Linked DNA regions of Mus musculus: all the other regions are linked to region 1. Evidence: chromatin contacts called from public HiCAR-type, Micro-C and promoter capture Hi-C data. All regions are on one chromosome and are shown on one strand. The core of a region is the stretch at or near the end of the contact, and the rest is flanking DNA. Distances in the headings are between cores, read along the strand shown. Region 1 holds the start of Mccc2 (methylcrotonoyl-Coenzyme A carboxylase 2 (beta)). Region 2 overlaps Map1b (microtubule-associated protein 1B). Region 3 holds the start of Ocln (occludin). Region 4 has its middle 25 kb from the start of Gm24261.

What was found. Promoter capture Hi-C pulls out the DNA fragments that hold promoters and counts their contacts. Hi-C and Micro-C count contacts between places; a contact is called where the count stands out from the background. HiCAR-type assays count read pairs that join an accessible place to other places.
Region 2: a HiCAR-type map of astrocytes shows a contact between it and region 1, with 2.1 times the contacts expected there. The contact joins the enhancer-like site here to the promoter of Mccc2 in region 1. A contact is called at or near these places in 6 of 39 promoter capture datasets (embryonic stem cells, frontonasal cranial neural crest, hippocampal neurons and 3 more) and 3 of 115 datasets of contacts at active chromatin or transcription factors (astrocytes, embryonic stem cells and stem cell-derived neural progenitor cells).
Region 3: a Micro-C map of embryonic stem cells shows a contact between it and region 1, with 4 times the contacts expected there. The contact joins the promoter of Ocln here to the promoter of Mccc2 in region 1. A contact is called at or near these places in 5 of 39 promoter capture datasets (embryonic stem cells, hippocampal neurons, liver and 1 more), 1 of 484 Hi-C or Micro-C datasets (embryonic stem cells), 1 of 115 datasets of contacts at active chromatin or transcription factors (stem cell-derived neural progenitor cells) and 1 of 9 other capture datasets (embryonic stem cells).
Region 4: a contact with region 1 is called in a promoter capture Hi-C map of liver, with 2.8 times the contacts expected there. The contact joins the enhancer-like site here to the promoter of Mccc2 in region 1. A contact is called at or near these places in 3 of 39 promoter capture datasets (liver and pre-B cells) and 1 of 15 datasets of contacts at CTCF or cohesin (pro-B cells).

Annotation. Positions count from the first base shown.
Region 1 is chr13:100,013,871-100,017,466 of GRCm38.p6, reverse strand. Mccc2 (methylcrotonoyl-Coenzyme A carboxylase 2 (beta)) reads left to right here and starts at 1,828. Exons shown (of 17, transcript NM_030026.2): 1 at 1,828-2,081. The coding sequence starts at 1,953.
Region 2 is chr13:99,443,001-99,446,690 of GRCm38.p6, reverse strand. Map1b (microtubule-associated protein 1B) reads left to right here. Exons shown (of 7, transcript NM_008634.2): 3 at 2,395-2,477. Among named protein-coding and RNA genes, the nearest start is that of 6430562O15Rik, 32 kb to the right of the region's middle. Within about 2 kb of position 2,095, at least 68 of the 459 cell types and tissues checked have an H3K27ac peak or open chromatin away from gene starts, as enhancers often do. A contact at or near this core is called in astrocytes, embryonic stem cells, hippocampal neurons and 2 more, where this site is marked.
Region 3 is chr13:100,550,571-100,554,257 of GRCm38.p6, reverse strand. Ocln (occludin) reads left to right here and starts at 1,540. Exons shown (of 9, transcript NM_001360536.1): 1 at 1,540-1,694.
Region 4 is chr13:100,577,646-100,581,190 of GRCm38.p6, reverse strand. No RefSeq gene overlaps it. Among named protein-coding and RNA genes, the nearest start is that of Gm24261, 25 kb to the left of the region's middle. Within about 2 kb of position 1,775, at least 5 of the 459 cell types and tissues checked have an H3K27ac peak or open chromatin away from gene starts, as enhancers often do. A contact at or near this core is called in liver, where this site is marked.

The DNA of each region.
Region 1 (3,596 bases), core at 579-3,078:
TGTAAAAGACCTCAGCTGTAAGGGCCTTTTTCCTGGCCTCTGGGCAACTGCACTCAGGTGCATATGTGTGTACAGTCCCTCGGGCATACACATCATTACAAGTACACTTTAACACCCTAACACTTCAATCCCAAGTATTCAGCCTAGCCTACAAACATGGGCACCATTACACAGACTCAGCAGCCCGCGTCGTGTAGTTATTCCCACCCGTGTATATATTTAAGGAATAAGCCATGAATTTGAGAGGCACCTGGATAGCAGTGGGAACTCTCGGGACCGGTAGGAGGGTCAAAGGTAAACAGTTTTAACTAAGTGAAAAGCAGAGGAAACATTTTGGGCACTTTTGCTTAGTCCACACTGCCTGCACACTCACTGTGTAGCCCGGGCTAAGGTTGAGCTGCTGATCCTCTTAATTGACCTTTTGAGTGCTGGAGTTGCTAGGAAATTATTTTCTTTTAGCCTCGTTGCCAGGAATAAATGTTTCGTTCAGCTCAAATGCTCTGCTTTGGTTTGTTTTCTTTTACATTTCTTGGATGCCATGTGAATCTTTAAGTTATTTTCCACATTACAAGATCTTATTTGGGGTCGGCTTGTAGCAAGATAGAATGCTTATGTCATGGTGAACTCACTTTGATTTGACTTAGGCCTTCGTTTTTCTTAGATTTTAAAAAAGCTGGCCATTTCTGGAGCTAGGGAGGGCTCAGTGGGTAAAAGCACTGGGTTGAGCAGGGGCAGAAGGATCAGAGGTTTCTAGCTGCACACCTCGCTGCAAGTTCAGTGAGAGACTTGGTTTCAAAGGAATAAGGCAGAGTAATGGCTTGATACTGACATTCTCCAGCTTCCATGTGTCCATGTGTGCTTCTGTACACACACCGTACCCACGTCTGTACACACAAAGTGCCACTCCTTCTAAATTAGCACCATTTAATATAGTAGGCATGTTTCACCTACTCTCTCTCTCCTCTGTGTGCATGTGCGCGCGCGCACACACACACACACCTAGAGCCTTTTGCATTCTAGGCAAGCGTTCTACCACTCAGCCCAACACTATTTGTATGATGACATTGTCTTCAAGATTCATGTTAAAACAGTTGGTTTCAGACAATGTCTCATTTTGTTGCCCACCCTAGCCTCTAAATTCTTCACTTAGTAGTCTGTGGACTCTTCACTTAGTAAGCTACAGAAACTTTGACAAGCCTTCTATCAATTGGTTTACCATAGTTTTCTGTGGGTCGGGCTTCTTTCTTGAAGCTGCAGAGTGGTAGAGTCTATGGTCCCCAAGGGAGACAGAGCGACCAAGCCTGGCTCCCATCTTAGTTATGTGTTTCTACCCAATCTGGCTTTTATTCGGGTGCTATTCTCCTACAGCATCTTTCCTCCTAGGGCACAGCCGACCCTCTCCTTAGCCTGTTCATCTTTCTGATGCTCCTGGCGCTTTTACTTTGCTCATGCTGTAGTAACACGTAAGCATTCAATAAAGTGTGCGAGTCAAAACAAAACAAAACAACACTAAGGCACTTCGCAGAGTGTTTTTAATCCTTATTGGTGTGAAGATCCCAGTACTGATGTCTACAATCTGTCACATTCTAAAAATGATCAGGTGTGCTGAAGCTCTGCAGTACATGGGCTAGAGGCGGGTGCATGCTTGTGACAAACGCTTCGGCAGGACAGCAGCCACTTATCTGTTCGCTCTACTCGGCCCAGTGTTCCTGGGCTCGCGATGGAACCTGGACTCGCGCAGCTGCTCTTCTGCGCCTCATTGGCGGAGTAGAGAGGCGTGGCGCGCAGCGCCGACCAATTGGAGGTGGTCTGCGATGGCACGTGTGCGGGGCTGGCCTGGGAGCTGATGGACCAGGGCTGGTGCTGCAAGGACTCTGGAGGAGCAGCCCCCAGGAGCTGCAGAACCGAGCTGCAGGGCCGCTCTCTTTCTCTTTTGGGTGTTTGCCATCGCCATGTGGGGCGCGCTGAGGTCAGCTCTGCGACCGTGCTGTCGGGCTGCTGTACCCCCGCAGCGTGCCTATCACGGGGACTCAGTGGCCCGACTGGGCACCCAGCCTGACTCGGCCTCCTCCACCTACCAGGTAGGTTGAGCGAGCGTCCTGGAGGCCTGTTCGCCTTCCTGCCCCGGAGTCATCGGAGGCCAGAGGGTGGGCATGCTTGGATCTCTGCTGTTCTTTCCTTTGCAGCTTCAGGCGTCATTCTGGGACTCAGTAGGGTCCTGTGAAGTTTGCAGAAGGAAGTCGTTCCAGTGAGATTTTAGTTCACTTTTAGGACTGGTACTGGCATTTTGTGTCACTCAAATCAGTGGTTCTCAAAACCCCACAAAGCATTGTCGCTTGGACAACTTACAAATGCCCGAGACCGGTTTGGCAACTTTGTAATCACGAAGTTGTGGTCCTCGTGTTTGCATGGCTGGGTATATTCTTTAGCGGTCTTGTGGCAGCCACCTTTAGGAACTACCATAGCACGATAGTTTACACTCTTCCGCTTAATAGTTATATTAACAATACACAGCTCACAATGTCTTTACATAGCTTTTCTTGGGACTGAGTGGCTTCCCCTGGCCAAAGAAGCAACTCATAATTTGTGAAGTATCAAAGCTGGAACATTTAAATCTGTTTCATGGCCTCTACAGATAACGTCTGAATTATTCATAGAACCAGCAGTTATTTGCCAGGGAAGAAGTTAACTTAGTTAAGCACTAAGTTGTTTGTGCGGTATTTTAAGTATTTGGCCTGGATGTGTAGGAATGAAAGTCATTTGGGGCTGGGAAACGTTAACTAGAAATCAGATAGCTGTGCGGCTGTGTGGTAAGAGGTGTCCTAGCCCTGAAGGGCTGAAGGCACCTAGAGCACACAGAGCAGAAGCAGGTGGATCTTTGTGAGGTTCGGTCCACCTTGATCAACAAAGCCAGTTCCTGGACAGCCAAAGTTACAAAATAACTTCTCAAAAAAACTACCACCACCACTACAACAAAATACAACTACTATATACTAATTGTACAAAGTAATAAATACACTTCACTATATGTACATACATGACTCTCTTATCTCCTCTCCACTCTTTTGCTGTCTCCTTTTCTCTTTCCAAGTAGTCCTTATACTTTCATGTCCCTAAATTGTACATCTAACCTAGATTCTGCATGTGAGAGAAAATGTGGTATTTGTTTCCCTGCCTCCCTACTGTGATGATCTCTAGTTCCAACCATTTCCTTGAACATAGCTATTTTATTATTTTTAGGACTATCTTGTTTAGTTTTGACAGTTTCATACAGAAATACAGTGTATCTTTTTGTCTGTTTTGAGGCAGGGATTTTTATTTTCCTGAGTAGCCCTGGCTGTCCTGGCTTTGTAGATCAGCTCTGTAGACCAAGCTGAGCATGGTCATCACCTGCCTCTGCTTCTGTGGTTTAAGGCGTGTGCTACCACGCCCAGCTGGTGTATCTCGATGTTATCTGTTCCCAGTTCCCCTTCCCAGTCTCCCTAGACACTTCCCAATGTGTCCCTCCCTCCCACCTACCTTCCCATATCCTTCTAATACCTTTTAATACCACCTTAAAAACTAGCTGAGTCCTATTGTTGCTAATTGCTACAATG
Region 2 (3,690 bases), core at 846-3,345, 570 kb after region 1:
AGGCAAATTTTACATTAATTACAAAACATAGCATTCATGATAAATGAACTGTGTCTTCCATGGTTTGGCATCTTTTTCCTAAGCCTCGGGTCTTTGCCTGCTCAAGCAGTTAACACTGTTCTTATTTGGAGTGTCTTCCTGACTGGTCTTTTGCAGTAGAACATTTCATGTTTCTATTTAATTTTTGCTTTGCTGTGTATAGGTGCTGTGCCTCGCCTGACCACCCGGTATTCTCTGCTGACATCTTGCTTCTTTAAGCCCATCTGTTGTTTTTAGTCTGTTGGTCTTTCCCCTAACTCTTCTTCAGCATCTGATGACAGTTTTGCCAAAGCCAAGTTCTGATAACTAGCTAGCATCATCAGAAGTGGTTAAATCCAGAAGGGATCTAGAGCTGGGCAGCCTGGGACCAGACCCTGGCCTGACCTGACCCTGTTGTGGCGTCCTGAGCTACTCGATGTCCTCTGTCAACTCTTTGTCTTCAGTAGTGAGCCATGGTCATGGTACCTCGTGTGAGAGCACTTCAGGGGATTCAGTGAAACTGTATGGGTCTCAGAACAGGGCGTGGCACCAGCATTGTTTAGTTTGGGCTGCTCCTCTGCCTTCCTAAAGTTGACTGGTAAATGTTACTGTAAGGAAAAGCAGGGATGATCAATAATGGTGACATGAGTAGAATGTCTCTAAGCAGCTGTTTCTAGTTTCTGTGATCCTTGATAATACAAAGGGGAAATCTCCAGCTGAGTCGAGCCTGGAACCGCCTCCTTTCTAATGGCTTTCCTGGGATAGCGTATATACATATACCACACACGCACGCAAAGTATTTTCTTCAGGGCTTACTTGTCTGTCTCATTGATCCTTCATCTTGTGATAAAATACATATAAAGAAAAATTGGCCATTTTAACTATTTTTTTTAAATCTACAACTCAGGAGTGATCAATATGTCTACAAGGTTGTATATGTCATCACTTACATTTTCAAAATGTTTTCATTACCCCAAACATGGGATAGTACCCATTAAGCAATAGCTCCCCAATTCCCCCTCCTTTAGCCTTTGGTAATTGCTATTTTAAATTTACTTATTCTGGGTATTTCATGGGCATAAAGTACTATTTTATGTATCCATTTGTGTTCAGCTTTTTTTTCCCCCTTATGTTCTAGTTCATCTTTGTAACATTAGCAGAGCTTGATTTTTTTTTTTTTCTATTTCTGACTAGTATTCCGTTGTGGGTAGACCACATCTAACCCAGACACTTGGGTTATTTTATCTTTTGGCTATTAAAATAATGCTGTAATTAACATTAGCACAGAAATATTTGCTCAGGTTCCTACTTTCAACTTGCACCAACCAATTAAATGGCAGTTCATACAGGATTCTGTTTTAGCTTTTCCAAGAACCCTAGATCTACTTTCCTTCTGTTTTTCTCTGTTGGTATCTCCCTCAGAAGCTCCTGTTTCTTCCAGTCTTCCAGGCTTCATTGTACTTCCAAACAGCAGGCGTGCTTTCCCTCCCAACCACGTGGCTTCCTCCCACATTTCCGAGGGAACGCCCCTCTCTGTCCGTTGTTTGCTGGTAAAGCATACATCAGCGACTCTGGCTACATTCACTGGATGGCTTTCATCTCCTTGTCAAGGCAGGGTAATGTTTGTAGAAGGCAATCCATAGGTCTCTGCTGACCTAAGCCTGAGGCTGACCAGCACAGGATGGTGCTGTAAGGAGTGGGAGATATCAAGAGCCCTGCAGAGCATCCTTAAACTCCCTCATCCCAAACCACACCTTACTTTAGTTCTCCCTCAGTTTTGTCTTGTGGGGCAGTTTGGCCACCCTGTCCTGGGGGAGGGTAGCCTTCCACTTCTCTTTTGCCCACTGTTTCTTCACTTTCCTACAAGCAAGTGAATTAATTAGTGAATACCCCAACAGACCGTAAGCCTGCCTCAGACAGCCATTCTGGCTGCTGGGTTAATTGTTAGTCGGGTTTCTGGCCGTCATTCACTTCACAATGAGGCTCCTAATTAATCTCCGCGCCGTTCTCACCAGAAGAAAGGACGTTAGGGAGAAACATCCCCAATTACCATGAGAAAGGAAATGTCAAGAGCTCCACTGAGTTTTCCTGGCACCCCTCCCTGGTCTCTGATGAAAACCCGGCCATTGGGTCAGGAGGCTGCCTAGCCATCGACCATGAAAGACCCAGTGTAAAAGCCTGGGGGCCCCAGGCTACCCCAGCTCCAGTTGAGCCTGTTGTGTGCACACCCTCGTGCTCAGTAGCATCCACTGTGTTTCCCAGCTTCCAGGGCCACATCTGAGTTGGAAATTTCTCTGCTGTCCCAGAAGTAGGCGAGCCGCTTTCATCTGGAAGAGCTAAAGGTCTCTTCTTTGTGTATTTTTTTTGTGCCTTCAGGACAAAAGATTCTTCATCACCGAAGTGACGTCTTAGAAACAGTCGTTCTGATCAACCCTTCAGATGAAGCCGTCAGCACTGAGGTGAGTATTTCAGTTCTGGGAGGTCTTAGAGCCTCCAAGGATGGGGACTTGGCTGATCAAAGGGGCTAGATAGGTGGGGGAGTTGGAGAGAGATGTACAAGGGGTAAGTCCCAGGTCCTAGGCTTCCTCGATGCCCAGAGCCTGCTTCTCTGCATCTAGTATCATAGCACCAGCTCACCAGAAGCCTCTTTCAATTAAGGACACAAGCGAACAGTGCCAGCTGGAAGCATGTTTGTTGAGGGGTGTAGAATGGGGGGTATGCACTGGGTATGTTGTTGCCAGGATGCAGAGCAAGAATGTAGCAGAGGAAATAGACGGCAAGCTCCAGGCTGGCACATACAGGGATGGAACTCAGAGACGACGAGCATCCCAATAGCATCCCTGTTCAGAGAGATCCAGGCCAGCACTAGCTACCCTTGGAAGGCAGGCCAGCCTCAGAAACATGGTCTCTAGCCCAGGTCAAATCACCTGGTTTCATCATCCAAGGTCGGTCAAGTTATCTTACTGCTTCGGTTTGCCCCTCCCTGTGAAGGAGATCATAATAGCCCCTGAATTTAATGCTCCTATGTAATGCTCTCTGAAGTGCTCAGGGCTTAGAAGAAGTGTGGCACATAGTGACTAAGATGTACATGCTGGCTCCTGCTGCTGTATCATTAGCATCACATGAGAATACTTACTACTAGAGAGAGTAATTGGCAATTTCAGGACCCACCCTGACATAAGAATTTGGAGGAAGCCAAGAGAATCTCTGGTCCCCTCAGGCCAAGCGTTGATAGAGCTCCTCTTCCACCTCCTCTGAGATAGAGTTGCTTCCTGAGCATTAAGGACCAAAGGCCCTGGCAACATCCTAGCCTAGGCTGTGTGTGTCTTCTGCCGGTGTCTTAGCAACTCTGACTATTCAGGTTTTCAAATTGGGATGTAATTCATGAACCATAGACTCATTCACTGAAAGTGTGTAGTTTTGTGGGTGTTTTTTTTTTAAGAATTATTATAAAAATGAGCAGTTTAACTCCAAAACATGCCTGTCACTCCCCAAAATTTCCTAAACCCATTAGCAGTTATCCCACTGCCCCTTAGCTTCTGACAATCCCTATTTTCTCTCTCCAGATTTTTTCCTGTCTTAGACATTTCATACAAATGGCATCATACAACATGTGGCCTCTTTTGTGGAGCTTAACTTAGCTTAGTGGCGTCATGATCTAGTCCAAGTGTA
Region 3 (3,687 bases), core at 291-2,790, 540 kb before region 1:
TACCCTCCAGAACTGGAGTTACGACGGTTTATTAGCTACCGTGTGGTGCTGGGAATTGAACAACTAGAGGAGAAGCCCGTAGAAGAGTAGCTACTGTGTCTAACCACTGAGCCGTCTCTCCAGGCCCCAGGAATACACTTGGCAAGGTATATGAACTAAGGATGAAATCCTAAGGCTTCAAACATGGCAGGGAGGTGTTCTGGGGACAAGATGCATCCCCAGTCAATTTATATTTATTTTTAAATAGGAAAAACACCACTATCACCACCACCACCACCTCCAAACCTATGAGATCCTCTTCAAAACAGAGCGAAATACTCAATAAGATAATAGTCAGGTGTTTACAAAAATGTTTCCTTGTGTAATTATAATCCGAGTTGGAACGTTTGGAAATATTAGCAATCCGGCAGCTAACATTAAGAGGATTAACCTGGCTTCCTTGGGGTGAATATCAATTTAATCTACATCAATCAAAAACTACAGTCACATTGAAATAATTATAGCGATGACTTCATGAAAGATTACTAATTAGATTAAGAATCTATTAAGGCTGTCATCATTTAAATTTTTACTTCCGGAAGTACTGAATTGTGCTTTAAGATTTAATGCAAAGGAGAACCACACCTGTAGCTACTTAAAGGCAGAAAGGAGCATGGGATTGGACTAAGATGTATTAGCAATGCAGACATTCAGGACTGGAACACAAAAGGAAGCAGGGCTTGCGAAATTTAACTATCTTCGGTGCAGATAGTTAACTAACAAGAACTAAAATCTCTATATCGTAGAGTAAAATGAATATGAAATACAACAAAATCGCACACACACGCACAAGTCTGTAACAACAGAGTTATAGACAGAGTAAAAAAATACAACCCTTAGCAACCAGATTGGTTTTGCTTGTTTTGTTTTGAGCCAAGAAAGAATACCGAAACGGCTTTAAATCCCTTTAGAGTAGCCTCAATCACACCGTAGTTACGTTTCGTGCATGCGTGGACAAGGACCCTGTGGCCTGGGGATTCCGTGTGACTCACACAGCTACAGTAATCTCTCTTCATTTTAACCACTCCAGACCAGAGGGTAGTCTTTTTCCGAATCCTCTGAATCGGAAGGTGCTAGTAATAAGCACTTCTGAAAAAAGTCCACTCTTTCGCTGGACCAAGCATCGGGTACTGTTTTCCACCAGACATTTAATCAAACCTGGCAGCAGAACACAGTAGGAAGAGAACTCAGACCTTCTCATCAGCCTCCAGGCGCCCTTGGACCCTCTCTGAGTAGCAGCACAACAGCTCCCTCCTGACCTCTGACTCTCCTCCCGGAACCAACACCCCACAGGGGCCCTGAAGCAGGCGTATCTCCGAGCACACCCAAAATGGTCTAGGATCACCCCATTGCCTCCACGATCTTGAGACCCTTCTCTCCGCACGCCCCCGCCCCTCTCCAGGCAACGTCGGTGCTGTTCCTTTAACTCGGCTTGCTCTGGGTGGTGAGCCCTGCCCGGTCCTCCCGCCTCCTTCTCCGTCGCTCCCTCCCCCTCCCATCGGAGTTTCAGGTGAATGGGTCACCGAGGGAGGAGGCTGGCCACGCCACACCTCGTCGCTAGTGCCCACCTCCCGGCCCCTCTTTCCTTAGGCGACAGCGGTGGAGTTGCGGGAGAGCGGTCCAGCGCACGGAGCAACCGGCTAGGGGCTCGGCAGGTGGGTCCCAGCGCACAGCCCCGGGCGGGTTCGGCCAGAAATTGGTGCGCATGCCCGGGGGTAGGGGGTGGGGGAAGCGGAGGACGGTCCTCCTGGCTCAGTTGAACTGTGGATTGGCAGCGCGGGCGGCGGCAGGTGCACCGGCCAGGTGAGCACCTTGGGATTCCGGCCGCCAAGGTGGGTGCGAGGCAGGTGCGGTGCCCGGGGTCCCCCAGGGTGACGCGCCGGGGCTGGGAGGCGAGGCGCGGGGAGGGCACGCGGAGCCAGTTTCGGTGGCAGTTTCGCCCTGGACTCGGCTCTCACGGAAACCAGAGAAGCGCGTGTGCCTGAGCGCAGCGCGGGAGGATCTGGGGGGCTCCCTTTCTCTCTCGGAGTCGCGGGCGAAACCTTGTCCACCAGAAATGCCCGAGCTACTTTCTACTTTTGCCGAGGCGGGAGCGTCGGGGGCGGATCCAGCGCTCAACTGGGCGCTGGAGATCTGTGGGTTACTCGGGGTCTCTAGTTAGGGCTGGTGCTGGGCGACGCAGGGCGATAAAGATCCCTGTGGCCCTTCTGGTTTCCGCTCTTTTGGGTAATTCATCCCAGGAGGGAGGCCGGGGGTCCTCTGCAGCGTCCCCAGAGTCGTGGAGTGTATTATTCTGGCTGTTTGGAACAGGGGGCGGTGCGTGCGTCCTTGTTGATTTCAGCTTTTGGTGTTCTTTTCGAGTGAGGCTGGATTTCGAGGGAAGCTGCTCACGCGGTGGATTCTCATCCGTGACCGCGGGCCGGGGACCTGCCCCGGGGCAGGGCCTGCTCTGCTGCCCTGCTCTGGCCTGGCGGCTCCCGAGCGCAAAGCTGCGGTGGGGCGCACGGTCTCGGGGACCCGCAGCCTGTATAGGCGGTCCACTTTGCAGACCTCCTGGGCAAAGTCGGCCCCGCGAGTCTAGCGGCGAGTGGCCTTGCATCAGAGGAAGTATGCGGGGACAAATGGGTGGGGACCAAAATGGCCTCTGCATCTTGGCGCTGGAACAACTCTGAGCCCCTTTCGACCCAGGTGGAGTAACCGGGGTTCCAGCGGGAGCGGAGGTATCCTCGGGCCTGCCCGGGGCTCACCGGGCAAACTGCCACTAGGGGAATTACCTGGGGCGGGGAGAAGGCAGCTTTCCAGGCAGGTTAGCAATGCGTGGCTTTCATATACAACAGGTGTGTTGTTGGGATCACCGGAAAAGAGGAATGCCTCTCAGTAATGCGCTTTCTGGTGACGCTTTCAGTGGTTCGTGCGTTGTTCAACTACATATCCCTGAGTATAACTGTAGTTCCTTTGCGCCGTATGTATAAATCTTAAATTTCCACTGTTGGTGGTTTTCTTTTCTTTTTTCGTTTGGATTTATCTTAGTTGTTAGTGCTTTCTTTGTTAGGCAATGGAATGGCGAGGTTGGCCAGATAGACTTAAGTAGGGAGTGGGCACAGTCCACATTCCAGCAGCTTCCAGGCAACTTAGAAAGTATGAGCATCTTTGTGAAAGGTAAATCCTACCAGAACTCTATTTTAAAGGTTGGGGAAGGGGGGGGGGTAGGCTAAGGTTGGAATCTCAGCAAAGCTTCAAAAATCTACAGAAGGCAGGATACAGAAAACTTAAGCAAACTCACAAGGAGTAGTTAACTGTAGAGAATTTCAGAGAAAATAACTACTATAGCGAGCCGAGGCAATTATCAAACCAGCCCATTGTACCACTTCCACCTTTAAAATAGAAATGACTAAGTATCATTTACACATTGAACAGTTTTACACATTGGGGAATACAATTTAGGGCTCAGCTCTAAGGACCTTAAAGCTGAGCTGTGTACTCCCAACCCCCAAGCAAACTTGTATTTTTGTTTTTTAGTCTTTCTTGGCTATTGAATTTTGGAGCACCTTGGCTTTGTTTATTTGTTTTCTTTTGTTTTTGTTTTATTCCCTGAGGTACTTGTGTCTTGTAGTTTGGGACAGGGTCGTTTATTCTGCTTTTCTAAGA
Region 4 (3,545 bases), core at 526-3,025, 560 kb before region 1:
GTGGCTCACAACCATCCGTAACGAGATCTGACGCCCTCTTCTGGAGTGTCTGAGGACAGCTACAGTGTACTTACATATAATAAATAAATAAATAAATCAAAAAAAAAAAAAAAAAAGCCTAGCATGGCTCTGGTTCTCGCCTGTGATCATAGTACTGGGGGCTGGAGAGGGAAATGGAGACAGAATAACCACAGAAGGCTCCTGGTGGACTCCAGCTTCAGGGAGAGGCTGTTCTCAAGGGACATGATGAAGAGACACAGGTACTCCACATTGTCCTCTGTCCTCCACATGCATACAAACCAAGTGCCTACACCTGGCACCCATGTGTGTACATTTGCTCACATGCATGTGCCATATTTACACACACACACAGGAAACAGAAACTACTCTTTCTCTTTGAGGCACTCATTAGCAAGGTTCCGACTTCTCCACATCTAATTTTTTATTTCTTTGAGGCAGTCTCATGTAGCCAGGGCTGACCTTGAAGTTGATGTGTAGCTAAGAATAACCTTTAACTTTCGATCCTCCTGCCCCAAGGCACTGAGAGCTAGGATTACCTAGGACTCCCAGCATGCCACCATAACCCTTGGCCCATTCTCCAAATGTTTACCAACACACACACACTCCTTTCCTCTCTTGCCCCTTTAGTAACAGTCATTGTCATACGGATTTGCATTTTTCTAAGGATGTTGGTCATACATCCATTTTCTTTGAATAAATATCTATATAAGTCCTTTGTGTCTTTTTAATTAGACAAGTTTGTTGTTGTTGTTGTTGTTACAGAGATTCTTTCTATAGTTGAGATTTGATTTAGATATATATGTTTGTTTCAGGTGACGGTAAGTGAGCTAGGGCCCTGGGCATGCTGGGTAAGTGTTTACTGTATTCCTAACCCAGGTTTTGAACTTGGGTAAATCTATCTTGTTGTTCACCAGAAGATGTGGAAGTAGCCTTCAGAAGATAATCATAGTCAGATTCCCTTAAGAAGCAAAAACACTCACTGTGCCCTGCCTTGGTCTGGTGGCTTAGACCTGCAGGTGTCACTGCATGACTGGTTGTGCTTACCAGGTTAGTTACAGACAGCAGGTCATAGAAATTAAAACCAAGTCAAAGAAGAGCTCAAACTAGGGCCCCTGAGATGACTTGGTGGGTGAAGTTGCTTGCTGCTTAGTGATGCAAGACTGACAATCTGAACTCAGGACCTCTGGAAGAGCAGTTGGTGCTCTTAACCACTGAGCCATTTCTCCAGCCCAACAATTTTTAAAGTATAAAAGTCAAATAACAAAATCCAAGGTGTCTTTTGTACCTGCAGTCATAGTTCCTGAGGCTGCCACCGGCCTCCTTCCTTCAAGCCTGGCAAGCCATAAGCCAAGTGGGAAATAAATGGGACCTGTCCCTTAAATGCTTTGTGTTGTATTTTATTTTTGAGACAGCGTCTCACTATGTAGCTTTGGCTGTCCTGGAACTTGCTATGTAGAGCAGGTTAGCTTTGAACTCATAAAGATCCACCTGCCTCTGCCTCCATATCCAGTCACAACTGCCTTTAGCTTGCAGTGGGAAAGGGAAAACTCTAGTGAATGGTCTAGAGACCATTCTGTAGGTCAAAAGATTTTTAAAGAAATGAGACAGATCTGGTGAGAACGCTGTGAGCCATGGGGGTAAAATTAGGAGGGTGGGAGCTGAGACATAAACACCAGGCAGAGATTAGGAAAGAAGGTAGTGGAGACCGCTCAGTAGGTAAACACTGGCTGCTGTACCTCTGCCAGGTCCCACGTGGTGGAAGAGGGAAAACACTCCTCAAAATTGTCCTCTGACCTCCACAAACACACTGTGGTACATCTGTAAACACACACACACACAGGAGGGAGAGAGAGAAAGAGAGAGAGAATAAATACATACATTCATACATACATACATACATACATACATACATACATGTAGTAAGAATATAAAACTGTCATCTAAAGTAATTCCCCGGCACTGGGAACAACCTCATTATGCTTTTCTCTCCATAGCTGATTTCAGCAACAGTTTCATGGAATATTGTTCTGGACTGCATTGTTTTAAGCAACTACAAATATTTACTTCCATGCTTTGCCTTGATGATAGTCCCAAGACAAGATACAAACCTTGTACTTTTGAGATAGCAGTATTAAGTGTACAAAAGCCCAAAGTCCATGCTAAGCCTTGACCTTTTAAAAACCAGTAACATAAAGCTTGATGATATCTGCCTATCTATCTATCTATCTATCTATCTATCTACCTATCTATTATATATATGTGTGTGTATACATGTGTATATCCACATACACACACACACACACATATATATATATATATATATATATATATATACACATATATATATATACACACACACACACACACACACACACATACATACATATATGACATACATGCATACATACATGGTGGAAGGAGAAAATACTCCCCAAAGTTGCATATGTGTATGTGCGTATCATATATATTTTGGAGGGTGGGGGCAGTGTTTTCGAAATAGGGTTTCTCTGTGTAGCCCTGGCTGTCTTGGAACTCACTCTATAGACCAGGCTGGTCTCAAACTCAGAAATCTGCCTGCCTCTGCCTCCCAAGTGCTGGGATTAAAGGTGTGCGCCACCACTACCCAGCTATTTTCTTTTCCTTACATGAAGTGATAGAGGCACATACCCGTAGTCCCAGCTACATGGGAGACCAAAGGCAAGATAGCTTGAGTCCAGAAGTACCAGACCAGTTGGAGCATTACGACTAGACTTGGTCTCAGACCATAACAAAACAAAGAGAAAGAAAGGAAGAAAGACAGACAGACAGAAAGAAGAAAACAGCACATAGGTATTTTTCTTTTCTTTCTTTTTTTTTTTTTATGTTTGTTTGTTTGTTTGTTTAAGACTGGTTTCTCTGTATAGCATTGACTGTCCTAGAATTTACTCACAAAGTCTAGGCTACCTTTGAACTCAGATCCGCCTGCCTCTGCCTCCTGAGTGCTGGGACTAAAGGTGTGCACCACCATGCCGCCTGGCTGATATTTTTTCTTAAGCCTTGGCCTGAAGAGGCTAAGCGACAGAAGAAAGTTGGTAAGTACATATTTCTGTCTCCACTTCAAAGCCCACTGGACACTCCTTTTTTCTGCCAGCCTTGAATGCTAGCTAGACTCTCCCTTTCCACATGGTTGGGTTTCTGCATATTAGAGGGCACAGGCAGCCAGTTCAAAAGGCTCCGACCGACCGACGGGTGTTCCTTCCTTTCCTTCGCATGTTTAAAGAACCGTGCACAGCAATAACCAGTTCCCAAGGATAAGGCGCGGATATGACATCACCAACTCTTACTGACTTTGAGGCAGGAACAGAAAATCTAGAAAGGCTTAAGTTCTTTATTATTTTTAATCCTGGAACAGGGAAGGGTGTTGACCCTGATCTGCAGCTCTGGATATCGAAGGACACGAACACTCTCAGGCACTTTGCTTGTGTTCTCTATGAAATCCTTTGGTTGCTGACTGATAGCACACAGAAGCAGAGTCCGCCCTCTCT